3 separate regions of the Mus musculus genome follow, and all the other regions are linked to region 3. A link is a contact called in public Hi-C data. All regions are on one chromosome and are shown on one strand. Each heading gives the region's core, a stretch centred on a gene start, on an enhancer-like site or on the middle of the called end of the contact. The rest is flanking DNA. Distances are from core to core; before and after follow the strand shown.

What was found. A called contact is a pair of places that touch in the nucleus more often than the background predicts.
Region 1: a contact with region 3 is called in a Hi-C map of cerebellum, with 2.1 times the contacts expected there. The contact joins two enhancer-like sites. A contact is called at or near these places in 2 of 39 promoter capture datasets (the 3T3-L1 cell line and hippocampal neurons), 5 of 15 datasets of contacts at CTCF or cohesin (the NIH/3T3 cell line, embryonic stem cells, hippocampal excitatory neurons and 2 more), 93 of 484 Hi-C or Micro-C datasets (the AML12 cell line, the C2C12 cell line, the C3H10T1/2 cell line and 50 more), 12 of 115 datasets of contacts at active chromatin or transcription factors (PVALB interneurons, astrocytes, bone marrow-derived dendritic cells and 7 more) and 2 of 9 other capture datasets (embryonic tail and embryonic trunk).
Region 2: a Hi-C map of cerebral cortex shows a contact between it and region 3, with 2.4 times the contacts expected there. The contact joins two enhancer-like sites. A contact is called at or near these places in 5 of 484 Hi-C or Micro-C datasets (DN2 thymocytes, ECoMG-derived neutrophils, bone marrow-derived macrophages and 2 more) and 2 of 115 datasets of contacts at active chromatin or transcription factors (embryonic basal ganglia and neural progenitor cells).

The regions. Positions count from the first base shown.
Region 1 is chr6:114,335,480-114,338,679 of GRCm38.p6, reverse strand. No RefSeq gene overlaps it. Among named protein-coding and RNA genes, the nearest start is that of Slc6a1, 54 kb to the right of the region's middle. Within about 2 kb of position 1,714, at least 2 of the 459 cell types and tissues checked have an H3K27ac peak or open chromatin away from gene starts, as enhancers often do. A contact at or near this core is called in cerebellum, where this site is marked.
Region 2 is chr6:113,793,752-113,796,969 of GRCm38.p6, reverse strand. It overlaps Atp2b2 (ATPase, Ca++ transporting, plasma membrane 2), which reads left to right. Exons shown (of 20, transcript NM_001036684.3): 7 at 573-731; 8 at 3,090-3,218. Among named protein-coding and RNA genes, the nearest start is that of Sec13, 55 kb to the right of the region's middle. Within about 2 kb of position 1,554, at least 60 of the 459 cell types and tissues checked have an H3K27ac peak or open chromatin away from gene starts, as enhancers often do. A contact at or near this core is called in cerebral cortex and cortical neurons, where this site is marked.
Region 3 is chr6:114,075,410-114,078,947 of GRCm38.p6, reverse strand. No RefSeq gene overlaps it. Among named protein-coding and RNA genes, the nearest start is that of Gm36023, 17 kb to the left of the region's middle. Within about 2 kb of position 2,142, at least 16 of the 459 cell types and tissues checked have an H3K27ac peak or open chromatin away from gene starts, as enhancers often do. A contact at or near this core is called in cerebellum, cerebral cortex and cortical neurons, where this site is marked.

The DNA of each region.
Region 1 (3,200 bases), core at 465-2,964, 260 kb before region 3:
TCTTTAAAGTTATCCCTGCAAGGCTCAGTGCATACTGTTTCCATATCTACACCCCATCTCCTGAGGCCAAATGAAAGAAAGGACGGTGGGCAGTGGAGTCAGAAATCCTGGGGTCAAGTCCCAACTCCGCTCCCTACTAAGAGCTGTGTGACCTTTCACAAGTAACATAACCTCTCTGGGGATCTTTGTGCACCAACCAAAAGAGATACCCCGAGTGGCTGGCACACGAGATCTGGCATGACACAATGAATTTGTGCATTTAATGGAAGTGGCACTGCAGAGAAAAGAACAGCTGACATGCAGGCCTCACCGAGGGTGCCCACTCTTACCCTGTGCGCAGGCTTACTGGGTGAGTCCTCACTGCAGCCCAGAAAGCAGGCGTCGATTTAGACATTAAGACAAAACACCTGACACGGGCTTATGAAGTAAGCCGACAGGTTTATTTTTGGCTCATAGTTCTGGAGGTTCAAGGGCGTGATTGGCAGCCCATCTTGTGAGAAGAGAGAGGGGAGAGAGGGAGGGAGGGGAAGAGAGGCTAAAAGAGAGGGAGAGAGAGGGAGAGGTAGAGGGAAAGAGAGAGAGATAGAGAGGAGAGAGAGACAGAGAGACAGAGAGACTTGGGAATAGCTTGTGTTGCAGAACAAGCAATGACGCCTCATCTGGGCCTTCAAGATCCATGCAAGCAAGATAGCTGCATGACATCTGAACGTTTGTGCACAGTCACTCACTGGCATGACTGTGTGCTGATGGCTCACGGCATGCCTGTCTGCTTACGGACAACACCAGGTCTATCATCTCAGCTCTTTGCCAGGGTAAAGGTCCACAGATGAGAAATAGAGGTGTCCTCCTGTCAGCCTTCAGGCTCCCTCCCAGCCCCCCAGAGGGCATCGGAAGGCCTCTAGTGACTCTCCTGAAGATGCAGGCCACGGAGACTCACAGAGAGATCATTTCATAAAGACACCCACCTCCGACAGAGATCACATCCATCTTATTGAAACTGGATCATCTCCCTGATCGTAAGGACTCAGAACCACCTAGTGAATGAGAGTGAGGTCCTCCCTGTGACCAAGACTGCTGCCTACTTCTTACCCCTGCCCAAATCCAGCTCATGTCAGGGGCTGTGACGAAGATCCTCTACTCAGCATGGCCACACTGTTGGACTGAATCATCCCCTACCTTGTGCCATTCCCAGCTCTGAGCGATTGGCACTATGGGCAGGAGATTCTAAGCCCTGAACACCAACCCTTCAACGCAAGTGTCACTGTCACCTCTAACTTACAGGTGGGGAAGTGGGGGCCCACGGGGACCATGAAGCTGTCCTCAGTGAATCAGGGAGGAACAGAAGTGGATTCAAACCCACAAAGCCACAGCTCCTAAGCCCAGGAGCAGTGGTGACACTCAACAACTGTGAATCATTATCTGACACTCCCCATTCCTGTCTCTGCCAAAGAGAGAGAGAGAGAGAGAGAGAGAGAGAGAGAGAGAGAGAAGGCCAAGGCCTTCTCTTCTCTTCTCTGAGGCCTCTGAGAGGTTGGCTCAGGATGAATAGAGAGGGAGCCTGGAGGTGCAGGGGGCCCTGTTCTAAACTCCATCTGCCCAAGTGCTTCCTCCCACATACCCAGACACCCAGTATCAACAATAATCCTGTCCCAGTAAGGCGGCCCTGGGGGTCAAGGGTTCTAATTACCAGGACCATCTGATGCCAGCCTCCATCTTCCTGCATTAGCAGACCCAGACCTGCGGGGGCCTAATGAGAAATACAAGAGTGGATGGCTCCCTCCTCGCACCCTGCACCCTGCCTCCCTCCCCAGAATGCCTCCCTGGCAACCTTTCCTCCTGGACCACCTTCTGGTCTCACCAGAATGGGTTTTAGAGCCGCCTTAATTCTCACTTTAATTAAAAGGAAATGTCCTCCCAGTGCTTTGGGCTGGATTCTTTCCCTCCCTGGAACATTTGTTCAGCCTCTGAGCTGGAGCCTGGTGCCTGGTTAATTGAAAGTTACAGATGAGCGAGGACATGGCTCTCCTGGGAGGGGGACGAAGAGAGGCACAAGCTGGCACCAGCTCCAACCTTTTCCGGTGTGTGTTGGGGAGGGGTGGCCATGCTCCAGGCTGGTGGGGAGGTAGGATGCCACCAAGGGTCTGCAGGTACCACCTTCATCCTATGGGATACAGCAGACCCCCCCCCCATGGAAGCCTCAGGGATCAACATGCCAGAATTCTAAATAACTCATGAACTCTCTTTCCACCAAGGGGGGGAAAAAGACAGAACAGAGTAAAAGAGTTCTCAGTGCCACCATCCTCCCACCATCTGGAAACAATCACGGCTAACACCTGGGGGAAAACAGTCTTCAGGAACTTTCTAGACTCTTTGCACGACCCAGTGATTTTTTTATTGCCTTCTCTCCACCTTGATTATAAAAGTGATTGATAATCATTGAAAACGGCTTAGAAGAGAGTGGTAAAAGTTTGCATTAAGAGTATCCACCGTCAAAGTCACCCCCACCCCCACCTCCATGGGGCAGGGGTGGAGGAGGGGCCACGACTAGGTACTGGAGTTCCAGTACTGAGACAAATAGATGCCTGGGATGGTCGCTCTGAGAGTTTCACTCTGTGATCAATGAATCTGTTACCATTAGGCTTCTGGTAGTCGTGTGACAAACAAGAGACACTTGATGAAGGGGACCAGCTCCTTACCCCTTCAGGAGCCTGCCCCTAATGACCTAGGACTTTCCACTCGGCCCCACCTCCTAAAGCACCCACCCTCCCCTAACAGAGCCAAGTCTTTAGCTCGTAGATCTTTAGTAACACAGGGACAGATGGGGCACTTTACATCTTGTATTATTAGGGCAGGTTTTCCCACCACGCCTTGGACAAGAGTCTGCATGTGCACTCTATGAACAACCTAGAGTGCCTCTGAACCTGGAGGTACAGACAGACAGTGGAGAGGGCAGACGTGCAGGACGCTGACACCACAAAACTCAGGGATGAGGCTAAGCTCCTAACCCTGACTGACAGCCCTGACTCCGGTGGTCTATTTTTCCTCGCGGGTGAACCTGCCTCCTCCTTACCTTGCTGTCCCCTGAATAAAGCAGGATTTAAGGGTTCACTCTTGTCTCTGCCGGTGGCTGTTTATGGTGACAGACGACAGGAGCTCTATCTTTCCAGCTCAGGATCCAAACTACAGCAGCTGGGAATCTA
Region 2 (3,218 bases), core at 305-2,804, 280 kb after region 3:
AGGTGTCACAGTGAGGTAGAGGATGCACCAGGGTCAGGATCTCCCAAGCCTACCTATCAGCTGGGGTCTGGAAGTTGGCTCTTAGAGACTGTTATAGGTGGAAGGCTGGCTGACCTCTGCTCAAAGAGCCACAGGTCCTTCTGTCCATCCCACAATGACAAGGATCCCTTGACTGGAGATGGGACACCTTACTTTCTCTTTAAGCCATGCTCTGTGTCCTTCCAATGGCTAACTCCCTAACAACCCAACAACTTGGCCTCAAGAATACCCAAGGAAGTCCTTCTCTTTCTATCTAATTGTGAGAGGGCCAAGGACCCATTTAGGGTGGGGTCTTGGTTCAGCCCTGTCCTGCTGGGAATCTAGGGTAGAGCCAGGTCCCAGGAGCCTCTGGGACCCAGACACTGCAGCTGGAAGTGGCAGGTACTATCCGAGGCTTCTTTGCCAGCCATGCAGGGCCCAGACAGGATAATCAGCATTTCTACTGGGCAGGCAGGGTGGGTGCTAAGCGTTCTGGCCTCTAGGCTAACCTGCATGTGTGTGTCTGTGTGCACATGCATGCTCTGCCCCTACAGCCAAGCAGCAGGATGGGGCAGCTGCCATGGAGATGCAGCCTCTGAAGAGTGCAGAGGGCGGCGATGCAGATGACAAGAAGAAAGCCAACATGCACAAGAAAGAGAAGTCGGTGCTTCAGGGCAAGCTCACCAAACTGGCTGTGCAGATAGGCAAGGCGGGTGAGTTCACAGCAGGGACCTCCCTTCCAACCCCTGCCCCTTTATGCCCTCTACCTTGATTCCAATGGTCCTGGAGGCCTGCCCTGCTCTAAATATATGAAGCCCCACTCTGCAAACAGACTGCCACAGCACAGCTCTGAGGATTTGCGATGACAGCTTTCCCCACCTCTGAGTCCCTGCCTACTCCTCTGTAAATGGGGATAAGGTTATGTCACAGGAAGGCAGGTTGCTTTGAGAATTAAAGGTGACTGAGTAGACAGGGGACTCAGCCTGTGGCTTCTATAGTGGCAGACATACCCTGTACCGCCTATAGCTCCAGACAGCAAAGACTTTATCCTAAGGACAGGGCGGAAATATGAAAGAGGTAACAGCAAGAGAGAGCCAGAATGGATTTGGCCTTGATAATGCCCACCCTAGCTATAGTGAAGAAGGAGGACTGAAAGGGTTGGGGGCAGAGCCCGGAGCCCATGCAGAAGGACTTATCTGAGCTCCAGAGAGCAACCCAGGCTTCCCAACTGAGATGTTAGCTGCAGGTGAGAGCTGTGGCAGCCTTCTGGCCCAGGGAGCCAAGCCCAGCTGCAAGGTGAGCCCCAGCCCTGAAGCACAGCCTTGACCTCCCCTTGCACTGGGGGTGTATGAAAGGCAGGACCTCCCACCTGGCTACCGAGGCCTCTGTGGCTGTCTCCATTTCTAATTAAAGACAGCACAGCAGGGGACAGCTGCAAATTATAGGCTCAGCAGTCTATATTTAAACCTGGTGACAGCTCTCTAGGCTGCTGGGAGCTTGGCTTCCCGCCCCTTCGGCTGTCAGGCAGGGATAGAGCCAGGCTCTGATGCACCGCAGCTGGAGCTAGCTAGGGTGGGGAGCTATGGGCCAAGGGGTTTCCCTCTTCCCTGCTGTTGCTGTCAGAGGCAAGTGACTCCACAGTAGCATGGGGCACTAAGGGGCCAAGAAACTAAGTGATGACAACATCTTGGCCTCTGAGGATCTCAGTCCCCCATCCACCCTGCCAGGGATTAAGTTCACAGGCATCCCGGGCTCCCTGCCTTCCACTGCCTCCCTCTGGGGCTGAATCCCTGGTGGCCAGGATTTATGGATGAGCAATTCCAAGCTGAGTCTACAAAGTAAGAAATGCATATCAGAGATGGAGGAAAGCCAGAGTTTTGAAAATTATGGAGAATTCCTAGTCTTTGCTTCATCTCATGGAACCCCTAGATCACAAGCTACATGACAGAGCACACCCACTATGCAGAGCTGCCTGGGCCTTGAGACCTGTACATCAGCCAAGGGATCATGGGCATCTGGGGAGGTTGTACCCACAGGCCCTTACTATCACCCCTCCTCCATCAGAGAATGCTGGTAGGCACAGTCCCAAGAACATCTTTGTGGGCAACTGAGGCAGGTCAGGTATAGACACACTGATCTGACAGGAGGGATCCCAAGAACAAAGTGTATCTCTTGAGCTCCAGCATTGCCCTAGCCAGTCATTTCCCTAGCTGAGCCTCTGTTCCCTTCACCTGGGACACGCTCCCTGAGAACAACACACGTGCCTGATGCCTTTTCAAATAGCACCTCCTGGTCATGCTAGCTACAGCAGCCGTATCTTCAGCCACGACTTCCTGGGATTTTTCCTCAGAGTATCAATTCGTGTCTATAATGGTGGCACATACACACTGTCTCTGTTACTGCTAGATCTGTACACAAGGAATCACCATGCACCTGCCATATTGCAGGTGCTCAAAGGTGCTTGTTCAGTGAATGAGTAAAAGATTCCACCTTACCTCTTTATAGGGTGGCATCTGTATAGAGGTGGCTCTTTTTTTTTTTAGAGATTTGTTTGTTTGTTTGTTTGTTTGTTTGTTTAATATATATGAGTACACTGTTGCTCTCTTCAGACACACCAGAAGAAGGCATCAGATCCCATTACAGATGGTTGTGAGCCACCATGCAGTTGCTGGGAATTGAACTCAGGACCTCTGAAAGAGCAGCCAGTGGTCTTAACCGCTGAGCCATCTCTCCAGTCCTAGAGGTGGCTCTTGATGTACCTGTGTTCCCTAGCCACACGTTTTTAGTGTGGCTGAGTGTCATGTGGGCAGGCACCATGCTAGGTACTTCCCTGCATTGCCACGTGAGCATTGCAAAACCCCAGGAAGGAAATCTGCCCCCTATGCCTCATTGTTCAGAAGAGGCAACTGAGGCTCCCTGAGAAGCAAAGCAAAGGACCCTAGCCCCAAAGCAAGGAAGAACAGCTGGGTCTGCTGAGCTGAGGTCTGCCCAAGAGGCCTGCAGAAGCAGTTTAGTGAACATCTCCCCCCTCCCACCTGGGAGCCCTCTGAGCAGGTGTCCCCATGTCACAGGCCTGGTGATGTCGGCCATCACAGTGATCATCCTGGTACTCTACTTCACCGTGGACACCTTCGTGGTCAACAAGAAGCCATGGCTGACGGAATGCACACCCGTCTACGTACAGTACTTTGTCAAGTTCT
Region 3 (3,538 bases), core at 893-3,392:
GAGATTTAGCCACAGGCACAGACAGGGTCACAGAGCTGAGCAGGGGCAGGGGCACCACAAACACAACATCTCATGTCTTAAAGGAAGTTGTCTGTGACCCCAGTGAATGGCAGGCAGGCATGGCCCAGGCTGAGCCAGGTGTCTGATTACATAGGCCTCACTGGACAGGAGCCCAGGAGCTAGGCATGGTCATCTGGCCTCCTCCAGGGACTGAGGAAAAACAGGGGACTCCACACTGAGAAGCAAGGATTTAAGCTCCCTTTAAATCTTGGCTATGTCACTTTCCAGCTGGTTGGTGCAGGAGGAGTCCTTGTCACCTCATGCTTCAAGTTACAGAAATGATGGCCACCCACAGGCAGTGCTGAGGGTCCTAGGTCAGGTGTTCCATGAGCACCAGTTCCCTCCTCTCCCCTTCCATCTCCCTCCTTCATTTTCCTCCTCCCCCTCCTTTCCTTCTCTCTTCTCCCTGTCCTCTCTCCCTCCTCCCTCTCTTGCTCTCTTCTTTCCACTTGCCCCTCTGGCCTCTTGGCTTGGTCCACCTGCCCACAATTCGTCCAATCAAGCATCAATGCACAAAGCACTTTTAGATCCACTTACAAGGACTTTCAATGAGATGGAGCTTTAGAAATCTGGGAGTCATCCTGAGGGTGAATATATTGGACTCTTACTTCATCATGACATGGGCTAAGATGTTGACTTATGAAGAAAGACGTGGTCCATGGTTGGCCCATGGTTATGGGGGCCTCAGTCTGTGCCAGGCACCTCTATGGCATTCAGGCCTCATTTGAGGGCTCCAGGTGGCAATGATGGGAGTGTTCTATACAGGAAGTTAAATAGTTCACATCCTGCTTGGGAAGTAAAAGAAGTGGGGGAACCAGTGTCCCTCAGGCCCCTCCACAGGCACATGCTCAGAGATCTGTTTCCCTCCTAGCCCCACCTGTTAAGAGTCCCACCTCCTTCCAGTAGCCCCCAGACTGGGAACCAGGCCTTTAACACACAGGAGGGCAGGGCAGATCCAAACCACAGCAATGGGAGCCAGAGGATAGCAGAGGTTTACCGATGAGAGAGTCAAGGGGGCTGGAGGGATGGCTCAGTGGTTAGATGCACTTGCTGCTCTTGCAGAGGACCTGGGTTCAATATCAGAACAAGTTTGGTGACTCACACCCAACTGTAACTCTGAGTCCAGGGGATTCCTTGTAAACTGTGACTACGTGGGGGAAATCTGACTCTCCTCTCTCGGGGCTCTTTCAGAGGCCTTCTGAAGACAGGGCATATCTGTGACAGAGCAGCTAGGGAACTGGACCCCAGGGACTCCTGTCTTCCTGGGACCCAAATGCAGATCCTAACTCTGACCCACGACCAAGGATCAACCTTTCTGCATCTCAGAAATGCCATCTGTGAGGTGGGGTTCCTTGGTCATGGGTCTGTGTGAAGATTTTGTCTTAATCGCAGTCACATGGCCTGGTGATAGTAATAACTACGTTTAAGACATAGGTTATGAAAACATCCAGGAATATACATGTGCAAACTAAAATGTGTATGATGTCATTAGGTGTGATACAATGTCACAGAGGCGCTGACACATGGGTGGTCCCCTATATAGAAACATTGTTATGTAAGACATGGCCATGTTTATCATATTTTTATGATTAGCTATTACTGTGGAATATAAATGACATACATCATATCTGAATATATACATATATATGAATAAGCCAGGCATACCTTTAATCCCAGCATGTGGAAAGCTGACACAGGATTGTAAGTTTAAGGCCAGCCCAGGCTGTTTATCTGTCTCAAGAACAAAAACAAAACAACAAAAGATAGAGACTTTAACAAGTTGTACATTATACAACATTCCAGAACATACAGTAACCATAAGAATAACACCTTAAAATATGGCCAGGCACACCATACCTAATGCAAACGCCACTGCCTCCAGGAGTGGAAGGACCAGGCTGAATGCCTGCCTTTCTTCTGTAGAATGGCTCTGGGCTATTGGAGTGGTGAACTGGGGTAAAAACATGCTTTGGGGAGAGAATGGTTGGTAACCCTAGGTCATCAGAGTCTTCAGTGTGTAGCTGCACTCTCAGGCCAGGCACAGGGTGGCAGCCACACTGCAGGCTGCTGTTATGATCCAGGACAGCACTGGGTGGCAGGCTTGTCCTGGTTTTAAGGACACCAAGTCCCTGCAGTGTGGAGGAGGCACTGCTGGCTAAGTGCCTCTATTTTCCCACAACCTCCGCTGTCCCGGAGTGACCCCAGTCAGCCTGGAATGCAGATTTGCCACCCACCCTTGTCTCAGCCCTGGGAGCCCACTAGAGTCAGGGTGCCCACGGCTTTCCAGAATGCTCTGTGCAATAGGCAGATGCACTTTATCCCTTGGGGTCCTGTCACATCTGTTCTTCCCCTGACCAGACACTAACCACACAGTAGACCTGCACCTTAGTGCAGGACATCTTCATTCATTCCTTACATCAGCCCTGATGAACCTATCCAAGCAGCAGGACCAAGGCAGCCACCTGCCTCATAAATTCTGGTGGGGGTCATTGAAGATTGCCCTTCCTGGCTGGCTCTGCCCAGTCTGTCAGGGCCCCTCCCCAGCCCTGGAAACTAAGCATTTTCTTCTAGTCCTTCCCCAAGGTCAGCCTAGGACCATTTCCCGGACTCCCCTCTCCCTCTAAGGACACTGATGTAGGTCTCTCTCAATAGACACCCCATGCTGCCTGACCTCCAAGTCGAGCCTGCCTAGCGTACTCTGTCACCATAGATCATGTCTTCCAAGGTTCCTGCTCTCTGCAGTGATCTGAGTCTGAGCTGTCAGCGGATAACCATCCCCACAGGCCTGAACACAGACCCCCCCCCCGCCCCCAGCCCAGATCCCATCATTGTATGGCCTTGAACAGGGTAATTTCCTTCCAGGTGAGTCATTCTGACATAGAAAAGTGGCCAGTAGCCACTTCCCTACAGTGGTCAGCAGGATAGGAGCCAAAGTTCCCAGCTAGGTAACATGCTTCTGCCATAACAAGGAACATTCATTCATTCACTGTATATTGAGCATGCTCTATGAACCTAGCTCTAAAGACACAATGGTTGGCAAAGTCCAAGGCTGGACCAGCCTTTCTGAGAGAGCCATTTGAAATAATGTACAGCCAGCATGTCAGAATACTGGCAGTCACTGGACCCACAGTCTCAAAATTCCATGAGTGACCTAGTGTTGGGATTAGTGGTGACTCTATATCTGGTCACCAGAGATGCCGCATCTTGATTTCAGCAGGATCCAGGCCTCTGAGGAGGGGTGGAGTTACACATCTAGAATGGGGACCTTCACATTGTGGGGAAAGAAATCCAGAAGCCGAGACCATTCCCAAGAAGTTCATAGACAGAGCGCTTTCCCAAACTTTAACCTCAGGCCCTGCACAGCAGGACAGCATAGATCCCACCCTGGGTCTCCAGAGAGAGCAGGGATGGTGGCATGGTGACAGAAGTGGAAATTACCAGTGCTGGTGCCTCCAATCCCACCCCCTTGCCATGTTTT